4 separate regions of the Mus musculus genome follow, and all the other regions are linked to region 3. Evidence: chromatin contacts called from public Hi-C, HiChIP or PLAC-seq and Micro-C data. All regions are on one chromosome and are shown on one strand. Each heading gives the region's core, a stretch centred on a gene start, on an enhancer-like site or on the middle of the called end of the contact. The rest is flanking DNA. Distances are from core to core; before and after follow the strand shown. Region 1 has its middle 20 kb from the start of Gm39140. Region 2 holds the start of Slc25a15 (solute carrier family 25 (mitochondrial carrier ornithine transporter), member 15). Region 3 holds the start of Ap3m2 (adaptor-related protein complex 3, mu 2 subunit). Region 4 overlaps Ank1 (ankyrin 1, erythroid).

Region 1 (2,700 bases), core at 67-2,566, 370 kb after region 3:
TTTGGTGATGTCCCTGTCTTTGAGTCACTTCTGCTCCTGCAAGTAACCCCTCACCTATATCCCTGGAAATAACCCAAACACAACTCATAAGTTTACCAAGTTGGACGTTGACAGTATCTGTACGTTGGTCTGTCATGGGCTCCCAATCTACTCCCAGTGGGTGAGTAGATGGGTGTGTTGTATCTCTCTGGGGACAATCTTGTCACATAACAGGAGTAGCAGAGTCACACACACGTATTCCCATGATCTATTACAGACAGGTGTTTTTGTGGAGAGTCACGAACTTGTATTTCTTCTATCAGGTAGTTCTGTATATGCTGGTGCACACACATGCATTTCCTATCCCTGTCATAACTGGAAAGCTGTGTGTAGTAGTTTTTCTCATACACATCTTCCCTAGATCTGTTGTAATTAGGGTTATATGTATAGACACACACACACACACACACACACACACACACACACACACACACAAACACACTATATATATATATATATATGTATATATATATATATATATATATATATCCCTGTTATAGTTAGATGTGGTGATTTAAATGAAAAGGCCTTCATAAGCTCATATATTTGAGTATTTGGTTCCCAATTAGTGAACACCTTTGGGAACCATTAGGAGGTGTGGCCTTGTTGGAGGAGGTGTGTCCTTGGGGCTGGGGGCTTTGAGGTTCAAAAAAAAAAAAAAAAAAGCCCACACCAGGTCCAGTCTCCCTCTCTTTCACAAACTCCACCATACCTAGGCCTAGGACTCCATGGGGTGGTGTTGGGACATAGAATACATGTGAATAGGCATGCCCAGGTTACCACATAGCAGCTCTGGGAAATGGAAGGCATGCAAACAGGCATGACCAAGCTTGCCTCCTGGTGTCAGTGGGACAGGGACTGAGTCCAAAGAGGTTGAACCAGGTTGCCATGGGCACTGCTGGGACACCATACATGTGAGACTAGGAGAGATCATGCTACCACATGGTGGCTCTGGGTCACAGCAGAACTGTGAACTATGTGGCCGGGCCACCACTTGGAGGTCCTGGGACACGGCAAGCATGTGGACATGTTCAGACATGTACCATTGCTCAGACATGGTGAGCATGCAAACAGGCATGCCCAGGCTGTCGTGTGGTGGTGGTCGGACTTGGCAAGTGTGCCAACAGGTGTGCTCAGGCTAGGAGGCAGTAGCACTGGAACATAGCAGGCACGGCAGCAGGTGTGAACCAATGTTCCCAGACAAATAAAGGCATGCCCAGGCTCCTAAGTGTTGGTGCTGGGACAGGTTTGCAGGCAAACAGGCAATACTCCACCAAGTGGCAAATCTGGGACATGGCAGGCATTTAGTAAATGTCTCTGACAAGTCTGCCACATGGCAGCCCTGGGATGTGATAGGCCACCATGTGGCAGCCGCCCAGACCACTAGGTAGCAATGCGGGGGACATGGTATGTGTGTGAACAGGAGAGCTCAGGATGTCACGCAATGGCGTAGAGACACAGAATGTATATACCCTACAGCTGCCTAGAGATGTGGCAGGTGAGAATAGGCATGCCTGGCCACCACTTGGCAGCACTGGCATATGGTAGGTGTGCAAATGCATGTGTCCAAGCCACTCCACAATGGTGCTGGGATATGGTGCAGATGTGTCCTGGCTGCTGGCTGGCAAGGCTAAGACATAGTAGGTGTGCTAGCAGGTATGATCTGGCTAGTGATTTGAGGCTCTGGGACACAATATATGTGCAGACAGGTGAGCATGGGCTCATGTGTTGGCACTGGAACATAGCAGGCATGTGAACGGGCATGTCCAGGCAGTGCTGGAACATGACATACATATGAACTGGCATGCCCAGGCAGTGCTGGAACATGACATACATATGAACTGGCATGCTCAGGCAGTGCTGGAACATAACATACATATGAACTGGCATGCCCAGGCAGTGCTGGAACATAACATACATATGAACTGGCATGCCCAGGCAGTGCTGAAACATGACATACATATGAACTGGCATGCCCAGGCAGTGCTGGAACATGATATACATATGAACTACCATGTCCAAGCAGCCATGTGAAAAGGTGTGCCAAGTCTGCCACATGGAGGTCCTGGAACATGGTAAGCAGGCAAAGAAGTGTGCACAAACCATAACTTGGCAGCCCCGGGACATAGTAGGTGTGTGAATCGGTAGGTATTCTCAGGCAGTCACATGCTGGTACTAGGACACAGAAATCATGCAAACTGGTGTGCCCTGGCAGCTATGTGTCATGGCTGGGACACGGCATGCATACAAGCAGGCACACCCAAGCCACTGCTTGGCAGTGCTTGAACACAGTTGCATGCACACAGGTGAAACCAGCCTGCATTGTGGTGGTGTTGGGATATGGTACATATGTGAACAGGCATGTCCAGGCTGCCATGTAGTGGCCCTGGGACACAGCAAGCATCTGATACCCCTGGGCATTTAACTGTCATGCCCAGGAGATGACATAATGGTGGTGTGACCTGGCAAGTGTGTAAGCAGGCTTGCTGAAGCCACCACATGGTGGCACTAGGGCATGGTAAGCAAATGAATAGATGTGCCCAGGCCACCATGAGGTGGTGCTTGGATAAGGCACGTCTGTTATCATAACCCCACCACCAACGCCCCTCAGTTAACCAAGCTCAGAACAGGCACCAAATGTCCTAGCCACCAAAGGTAGTG
Region 2 (2,700 bases), core at 70-2,569, 410 kb after region 3:
AGCTGGTGGTGTAGGGGTCACATGACCCTGAGACTCTTCCAATTGAATAGGGCTAGAGTTAAAGATAGTTTTATCACTCCTGTGAACCACAGTTTTCTTAAGTATTCCCTGCTCCTTTTGATTTTATGATTCTTTTTTAAAGATTTATTTTATTTATGTGTAGTGTGTGTGTGTGTGTGTGTGTGTGTGTGTGTGTACCCCTGAAGGAACCTGCAGATGCTTACAGAAGCCAGACGGGGGAGCTGGATACACACCAGCGCTGGACTTGGGCGCTACCAGATGTGGGCTAAGAACTGAATTTTAGTTTCGTTCTGTTGCAGCAATGAAACACTGTTGCCTAAACTGCAGCTTGGAAAAGGTTTATTTGGCATTCTCTTCCAGATTGACGGAAGGCAGGAAGTCAAGGCAGAAGCCATGTAGGAATACAGATTACCGACTCACTTTCTTGGTTGATCTCTGGACGATGCTTTTTTCCCCCCTCCAATCCAGGACTTCCTGCCAGAGGAATGACACCACCCATAGTGGGCTGGGCTCTCCAGCATCAATTACTGATCAAGACATTGCTGCTACGGACCTTTCCATCCTCAGACTGACTGGATTTAGGCAATCCCTCTACTGATTCTAGGCTGAGTCAAGTTGATAAGTATCAAAGGTTCTTTACCTCTGCGCCCTCACTCCAGCGTCACTTTGAGCTTCTAATTAAAGCCTCAGGAATATATCGCTGGGAACTATAAAACCTGCAGCGGCAGCTTATATTGTTGTCTTTTCCATAATGTTCCTGGGAATGGATTTCCTTAGGGGAGAAAGAATGAAACCTAAAGCGACACAAAATAGACAATCAGACAAGCAACTAAAACCTAGGGATGTAGCTCTGTTGGCAGAGCGCTTGCCTAGCATGCAGGAAGCCCCACGTTTCATCCCAGCCACCTCACAAATCCAAGCCTGGTGGAACAAACCTGAAATTCCTTCTCTTGGAAGGGGGAGGTAGGAAGATCAGGAAGTTCCTGACCACCCTCAGCCATATAGCAAGTTAAGCCTGGGCTATGCGAGACCCTGTCTGTAGACAAATAAACAGATGATTTAAAAAGCTGCCCATAAGGGAACTTATAGTTCACCACTACCATTCTAGTACTTTCCATTTACTGTTAAAGCCACAGCCTCCTGGGGCTGGATAACGCTGGGAGACCTCAAGGTGAGTCCTCCCGGAGGCTGCCAGCTCGGCAGTCAGCGAGGAGAGCAGATTTCCGTTTCCTTGGCCAGCCTTCGGGAGGGAGGGGCGGAGGGGGCCTCGCGTGGGGGAGGGCCGGTAGGGCGGGACTTCGAGAGGGCGGGCCCTCAGGAGGGCGTGGCCTCCGGAGGGAGGGCTGGTGGAGGGGGTCTCAGGAGGGAGGGCCCGAGGGCCGGACCCACAGGGCGACCTTAAAAATTGCCCGGGGGCCCGCGGCCGCCAGCGGAGCGCGCGGGCGGCAGAGGGCGAGCCGGACACAGCCAGGCGCGGCGGTGAGGCTGCGGGAGCGGGCGGGAGCGAGCGAGTGGGCGACCGGCCCGGCTGGGGAACGCGGCTGACAGTCCCCGCCCTGCCGCACACGTGCCGCGGCTCCGGGCGCGCGCACCGGGCTCGCTGCGGGGTCCCGGGAGACGCGGAGGTTCGGGCGGGCGGGCGCGGTGGCCAGTGTGCGCGCGCTGCGCGGAGCAGAGCAGAATCCGGGTCAGGCCGGGTGAAGCGCTCCGCAGCTGCGGCAGTAGTTGGCACCCCGGTTGTCCCGGGCTGGGCCCGAGGGGTTCGATTGATGGTGGTGGCAGGCAGGCGGCCTTCTGCAGCCCAGCTGCAGCTCCAGCTGCAGCTCCAGACGGGTCCCTCCTTAGCGAAAGGCAGCCTCACCTGCGCTGAGCACCCGGGAAGTTCTTTCTGGCACCCTAGGAACCAGTGGTTGTGTCGGCGGCGTTGTTTCTGGGACTGCTGGGTAGTTTGAAGGAAGAGGGTGAGACGCTCAAAGGATTCGGGGTTTCTACTCCAAATGGTACAGCAGGCTCCTAAATTAGTTTAAATCCGCGCAGACCGGTCTGGTTTTTGCAGGTCCTGCATATCCCCCAAGCCACAGGTGATACTCAGGTCCTTGTGCATTCTTTCTGGGTTCATCTGTTAGTAGCGTTTCTGTCTTCTATAATTTGACAGATACCCCTGAGAAGGGGGCTAAGTGTTAAGAGTACTTTCCTGGTATGCAGGAAGTTAGGTTTAATTCCCAGCACGGGAAAGCACTTAAAAAAATATATCTTTTTAAAATTGTAATTAACATCATTTCCTCCCTTCCCTTTTCTACGCCTAACCCCTTCGGTGTAACCATATCCCCTACCCCCTTTCAAATTCATGGCCTCTTTTTCTCAGGACATATAATGCTACTTGTCTCTATATGGTGGATAACCAACTGGGGACTGTACTCTGGGGAAGACTATGCCCCCATTCCCAGCTTTCCTTACTCGTTTGTAGTTCTTTGTCAAGGGTTGAGACCCCCTCCCCCGAGATTTCCTTATCCATGTTAGTGTGTCTATTGCTTTCATCCTCATGTAGGTCTTGTCCCCAAGTTGATGCGACTTCATGGCCTTTCTAACATTTCTAGGAGACTCAAGTTCACAGCAAACTTACTGTCCCTTTGGCTCTTGGAGGGGGGGGGGGGATTAAAGGTTAATTCTGCACATATT
Region 3 (2,700 bases), core at 6-2,505:
AATGTCACAAATCGTTCTTTTTTTTTTTTTTAAGCTTTGAAATTATTTTTAAAATTTCTTCTCACACCCCTCCCCCGCGCGCGCCCGGCCCCGGGTGAGTAGCGACCAGGTGGGCAGCACAAGCCTTTAATCCCAGCACTCCGGAGGCGGGAGGCAGAGGGAAACAGTTCAAAGCTGTCCCGATCTGGAGACTTCCCGGCCAGCCAGAATTGTTCAGCGAAACTGTCTCAAGTAACAAAACGAAAGGGAAAATAAACACACACACACACACACACCCGTTTTTGCATGTATGAGGTACGCGTTTGCATTTGTGCATGGAAACACTTGTAGGAGTCAGAATATCACTCCTCACCTTCCATCTGATTTGAGGTAGGGCCTCTTGTTTTTAGGTACTGCCAGAGACCTTTCGGAGACTCATCTAGATTGGCACGACCGTCATCACCGCAGTTTGTCATTTCATCTTACAGTGTGCCCAGCAGTTTTTGCAACCCCCTTCACACTTCATCTTACCGAATGCCTCATTTTAATCTAACTGAAGATAAAATTTCCATCGGATCTCTGCTTCACACTTTCCCGAGTCACAGTAACCTGTGATCTCTTTAAATTTAAGGTGGTTTCAAAGACCTGCCCCAACACCTTCATTATCGGATCTGGGAACTGAGAGTCTGGAAGGAGAAGTCAGTCTTATCTGTCTGTCTGTCACTCTTTCTCTGCCTTGCTCCCCCCTCCCCACTACGTCTCTACTTTTCTCCCTTCCTTTCCTCTCTTGTCTTCTCCCCTCCCCTCCTTTCCTCTATTCTTCCCGGTTCTTTCCCGCTGGCTTGGAACTCCCTGTGTAGACAACAAGGTTGGCCTCGAACTCACTGAGATACTTCTGCTTGTCTCCTGAGTGCTGGGATTAAAGACCTGCGCCACAGGCCCGGCAAGCAGTCGCTTTTTAAGTGCACCTGTGTAATGGAGGTTAGTTATGATTGGTTATCTGTGATGCATTAAATTAGAAGCATCCCGGGAATCATTTTACCTTTCCGGTCACTTTCTAGCTCCCCGGAGGCCCTTTGTGACTGGATGACCGACTGTCTTCATCCTCCAATCGGGGCTTGGAGTCTCAGAGCTACACCAATTGAAGGTTACCGGACCTTCAATAAAGACCAATCGGATGCTAGAGCCTAGCAAGCGAACGGCGATCAATCAGAGCGCAGGAGCGGCAGCCGGGGAGCGGCTGGCCAATCAACGTGAGAGCGGTGAGGAGGGGGCGGAGCCTTCGTGCAAGGAGCACTGCGCAGCGCGACTGCGCTGCGGAGCCGGAACGGAGCCTGAGACCTGGTCGAAGCTGGTAGGGTTGGGCTGGGCGCGCGCGGATGGGAAGGGCTGCGTTGGGCGTCGCCTGGGAGAGAGGTACGGGAAGAGTCCCGGGCTACAAATGCCGTTGCCATGGCAACGCAGGTGCACAGTTCTGGGACCAGGGTCCCTGCTTCTGGACAGTTTTCAGGCTGGAGCCCCAAGGCCCATAGGGCCTCCAATACCCTAGGCTTGCAGGCTGCTGGGCTGCAACCTCTCGATGGCTGTCTTGGCAGCCGACGATCTGGACTCTCTCCTGGGGCACTAGGAAAACAGGTCTTAGCAATGTGACCAGTTGTGCTAGCTCAAGTCAGTTCGCTTCTAGGCCACCCCTGGGTGCAGCAAAGCTGCCTCATCCTGGAGATGTCACTGTAGACAAACTAGGGTGTCTCCAGAGATTTTTTTTTTAAGCATCCAGCGGAATGCTTTGTGCACAAATAATTCAGAGAATAGGTCCTTAGTGAATGAGTAAAGATCACAGTGGCAAAGATTCCAGGGGCTGGCTCTGCTCAGGAGAAGTAGAAAGCACATCACATATGCTGTTTCGAATAGGAATCGTGGTAAGCTAACGATAAGTTAAATTTTAATATATTTCATTTGACCCAAACATATTACCAGTATTAAATAAGTGGTAAGATATTTAAAATTGAGTCTTTTTTCCCAACCGAAGCTGTCCAGTCTCTAATCTTACAGTATATGTCAGTACTATCGGCCTCTTTTCAAATGCCCACTACCCATTTAAATAGTGCCTAACATCTTTGTTTATTTCATCTAGATTTTTTTTGTTTTGTTTTGTTTTGTTTGTTTTTTTGAGACAGGATCATGTTATGTAACCCAGGCTAGTCTCAAACTTGTGATCCTCCTGTCTTAGCTCCCAAGTGCCTGGCAAAGTCGGATTTAAAAGAAAATTAAGTATATTTATGTGCACCCATGTGAACAACAGGTTGTCACTTCTCTTCTCTCATGTTATGAGTCCCAATGAAATTGAATCCCATTGTTTGGATCGTTAGCAAGCCTCACCTGCTGAGCCATCTCACAAGCCTGAAACTAGTGTTTTAAGTGGATCTAACTCGGGCAATAATAACAGAGAACTGAAAATCTACAACAGACAAACAAATTGGCTGCTAGTTATTATTGGGAATTCAAGGGAAGAATCCTTAGGGCTCATGTAATAGTAGCAGGTATGTCTGGCCGGTGGCCTGCAGGCCACATGTGGCCCAGGACAGCTAGGAACGTTGCCCAACACAAAACGGTAAACTTCCTTAAGTCATGGGGACATTTGCTTTCCCATCTCGTTTTGTGACTTGTATGCTTCCTGAGGGTGTTTTTGTGGATGACAGTGTCGTGTTGGCAGTATCAAAA
Region 4 (2,700 bases), core at 87-2,586, 340 kb before region 3:
TTTGGGTGTTGAGGTGTGATCCTGCAGGGCACAGAAAGAAGGAGTCACTCGGGAGCTCTGTGCTTCCGTCCAGGGCAAGCCACCAGGAGAAGTAGTGTCCCCAAGCAAAGCAGTAAGCTGAGACTGCAGTAGCAGAGGCTAGCCCAGAATACCACCCACCCATCTTTGATGTCTACCCAGATGTTTCAGCTCACTAGCTGCCCCGCCTCCACTGTTTAATGTAGAGAAGATGAGCTCTCAGCAGCCTTCCATAGGGGATAGGGAAGGTACTGTGTTGCCAGGAGGCTGGAAGGGGGAGGGGATCTTCAGAGAAGAATCTTCTGCTTAGAAAGTGGCTTTTGTTTTTTCCTGTGACAGACCCTATGCTGGGAAAAAGGCGAGGCTAGGCAGACATGCCCTGATGCTCTCAGTTCAGGTGGGCCTACAGCACAGATGTCTGCTCTGTGCCCACCCTGGACAAGATCGCTGGTCTCAGGAAGTCATGACCTTGAATTCCATAGACTCTTACTGTCAACTATCCCTGGCTCCCGTTTTTGCATGCCTAGTGGTGGGCTAATTCTGTGATGAAGAGAAGGAAGGTGCATCCTCTCTGGAATAGTACATCTTAAACTGGGAAGCAGCAGCTTTGCATGTGAAGGCCAAACCTGACAGCCCGGGATTCTCAGCAAGACATCATTCTGCTCCTATAGCCCCTATAGACTGCTGTGAGGCCGGCCTCCTTCCTCTTTCCTTAAAAAATCTCTCTGTGTCTGTCTGTCTGTGTCTCTGTGTCTCTTTCTGTGTCCCTCTGTCTCTCTCTGTGTCTCTGTCTCTCTCTCCCTCTCTCTGTGACAGAGTCTTGTTATGCAGCTCAGGCTAGCCTGAAACTTACAACCTCCTGACTCTGCGTCCCAGGTGCTGGGATTTCAGGTATGTACCATCACACACAAATAACTTCATATCATCCAGCAAACACCAACGATTCTATCAATAGGCACCTAGGAGCTGGTGGAGAAGAAAAGGGCATTCCTTTATTTTTGTGTGTTTTGGGTTTGTGTGTGTGTGTGTGTGTGTGTGTGTGTGTGTGTTTTGTTTTTTTGTTTTTGAGACAGGGACTCATCTTTAATCCAGTCTGGCCCAGAACTCATTGCCTATCACAGATTGGCTCTGACTTCATGGCAATCCTCCAGTCTCAGCATCCTGAGTGATGGGGTGACAGATGTGATCTACCATGCCTGGCTGGGAAGGCCACTGAGATGAAGAGAGTTGACGGTGCTCTGGGAAGAGGCGTAAAGGTTGGAAGTCATTCTGAGGCAGAGCTGTTCCCAGGCATAGAGCTGTCCCAAGCTCTACAGGTGACAGAGCCGTGGGTATATTGAGCACAACCAACATGACTCATCTCCATGGTTCCCTCGGGGGTATGTGGGGGACAATGCCAAATGTTTTGCCTGCAGCTGTGAAGATTAAAAGTCAGGCATTCTTGCTGGGCAGAAGAGAGCTGCCATTTGAGAGATGAGATTCTGCCCTTCCTAGGCTACCTTCTCCTCTAGTCCTATTGCTAGGCTGTGTGCTCATATGCCCCCTCCCCAACGCTGCCATCTTCTCTCCTCAACTTCTGTTCCTGCCTCAGACTTGCCCTTCACTTCAGGCTGTCCTTTCCCACGACTACCCATTGGCTAAGAGACACATAAGGGGCAGAGGGGTCAAGAGCAGGAATTCTGAAGCTAGACTGTTCAGGTTCGAACCCTGCTTCTGTCTTTACTGGCTGCCTAGCTTTGGTCAAACGTACTCGGCTGCTCTTCAGCTCTGTTTGCCCTGCTTGTGAGATGGGGCCGCAGTAGGACCCATCACTGTGATGTGTGCATGTGCTGAGACGGGTCCGTGGAGGACGGAGGGGTCAGGGAGCATCCAGGGAGCATGCTGGACTTAACTTGTGAGTATCTGGCTCTTGGAAAGTGCTGCACCTAACTTGTTGTTTATTTATTTTTCTAACCAGCTTCGCAGTTGCTCTGGCTGGATTATGAGCACTGGAGGGTGGGGGCCCCTTCTCCAAATTCCCTACAGTGCCTACCCCAGAATTAAGCATTCCTCAGAGAGACAACATGAAAGCCGAGATTCTAGATACACAGGCTGAGTTCCCACCTGCTTACGGCCAGGTCCTTGAGAGGGCTCAAGCTTCAGAGATCACTCCGGAGTAAGCACCCCCTCCCCCCCTTTTTAGAGGTGAGTGGTAGGCTAAGACCTAAGTGGAACAGACACAGGTCCAGCTGGAGCAGCTGGTGGCGCAGGGGTGGAGTAACACGAGCCTTCAGGCTACAGCCAGGATTTCTCCATGCCATCAGTGCCACCGGGCCTCCTCCCTAAGCCACTCTCTGAAAAAGGCCAGTCCTCTCAAAGCTTAGGAGATGACACCCCAAAGTGCTCAGAGCCCCTTCGCCTTCGCAGCCAGGATCCTCGTTTTCTCCCCATGCTCGGGCACCTGCCCCCACATCTATGCCCGTGGCTCTCACCAGTGACCCTTCGCTTCCTACTCTGATGTCCTCCTTCAAGTGGCTGCATAGGATAACTGATTCTAGCTTAAAACAAAGCGAAACAAAACATGCCTTCCTACTTCCTCCCACTGAAACGCTAGATTTTTCAGAACAGTCTATCGTCAGAACTAATGGAAGTCTCTGAAGCACACTGTTTGTGTGGAAAGTGTTCTCTAAAAGGAAAACAGAC

Evidence for each region. A called contact is a pair of places that touch in the nucleus more often than the background predicts. HiChIP or PLAC-seq counts read pairs in DNA pulled down with a chosen protein or histone mark.
Region 1: a Hi-C map of embryonic stem cells shows a contact between it and region 3, with 2.4 times the contacts expected there. The contact joins the enhancer-like site here to the promoter of Ap3m2 in region 3. A contact is called at or near these places in 10 of 39 promoter capture datasets (the C10 cell line, the HPC-7 cell line, cranial neural crest and 6 more), 14 of 484 Hi-C or Micro-C datasets (B cells, the C2C12 cell line, the HPC-7 cell line and 9 more), 8 of 115 datasets of contacts at active chromatin or transcription factors (the 230-238 cell line, bone marrow-derived macrophages, embryonic stem cells and 1 more) and 1 of 9 other capture datasets (adipose tissue).
Region 2: an H3K27ac HiChIP or PLAC-seq map of DN3 thymocytes shows a contact between it and region 3, with 4 times the contacts expected there. The contact joins the promoter of Slc25a15 here to the promoter of Ap3m2 in region 3. A contact is called at or near these places in 3 of 39 promoter capture datasets (cranial neural crest, neural stem cells and pre-B cells), 5 of 484 Hi-C or Micro-C datasets (CD4 T cells, embryonic stem cells, granulocyte-monocyte progenitors and 2 more), 5 of 115 datasets of contacts at active chromatin or transcription factors (the 230-238 cell line, DN3 thymocytes, double positive thymocytes and 2 more) and 2 of 9 other capture datasets (adipose tissue and liver).
Region 4: a Micro-C map of muscle stem cells shows a contact between it and region 3, with 8 times the contacts expected there. The contact joins the enhancer-like site here to the promoter of Ap3m2 in region 3. A contact is called at or near these places in 11 of 39 promoter capture datasets (the 3T3-L1 cell line, cranial neural crest, embryonic stem cells and 4 more), 30 of 484 Hi-C or Micro-C datasets (the G1E-ER4 cell line, the HL-1 cell line, brain and 12 more), 11 of 115 datasets of contacts at active chromatin or transcription factors (embryonic forebrain, embryonic hindbrain, embryonic stem cells and 4 more) and 1 of 9 other capture datasets (embryonic stem cells).

What each region holds. Positions count from the first base shown.
Region 1 is chr8:22,433,232-22,435,931 of GRCm38.p6, reverse strand. No RefSeq gene overlaps it. Among named protein-coding and RNA genes, the nearest start is that of Gm39140, 20 kb to the left of the region's middle. Within about 2 kb of position 1,316, at least 148 of the 459 cell types and tissues checked have an H3K27ac peak or open chromatin away from gene starts, as enhancers often do. A contact at or near this core is called in the HPC-7 cell line, embryonic stem cells, hippocampal neurons and 1 more, where this site is marked.
Region 2 is chr8:22,397,240-22,399,939 of GRCm38.p6, reverse strand. It overlaps Slc25a15 (solute carrier family 25 (mitochondrial carrier ornithine transporter), member 15), which reads left to right and starts at 1,319. Exons shown (of 7, transcript NM_181325.4): 1 at 1,319-1,500. It overlaps 1810012K16Rik (RIKEN cDNA 1810012K16 gene), which reads right to left and starts at 1,219. Exons shown (of 3, transcript NR_045473.1): 1 at 957-1,219; 2 at 662-793; 3 at 349-495.
Region 3 is chr8:22,804,209-22,806,908 of GRCm38.p6, reverse strand. Ap3m2 (adaptor-related protein complex 3, mu 2 subunit) reads left to right here and starts at 1,255. Exons shown (of 9, transcript NM_029505.3): 1 at 1,255-1,333.
Region 4 is chr8:23,145,602-23,148,301 of GRCm38.p6, reverse strand. It overlaps Ank1 (ankyrin 1, erythroid), which reads right to left. Exons shown (of 44, transcript NM_001110783.3): 44 at 1-21. Gm15816 (predicted gene 15816) reads left to right here. Exons shown (of 6, transcript NR_169137.1): 2 at 835-909. Among named protein-coding and RNA genes, the nearest start is that of Gm15816, 2.8 kb to the left of the region's middle. Within about 2 kb of position 1,336, at least 4 of the 459 cell types and tissues checked have an H3K27ac peak or open chromatin away from gene starts, as enhancers often do. A contact at or near this core is called in muscle stem cells, where this site is marked.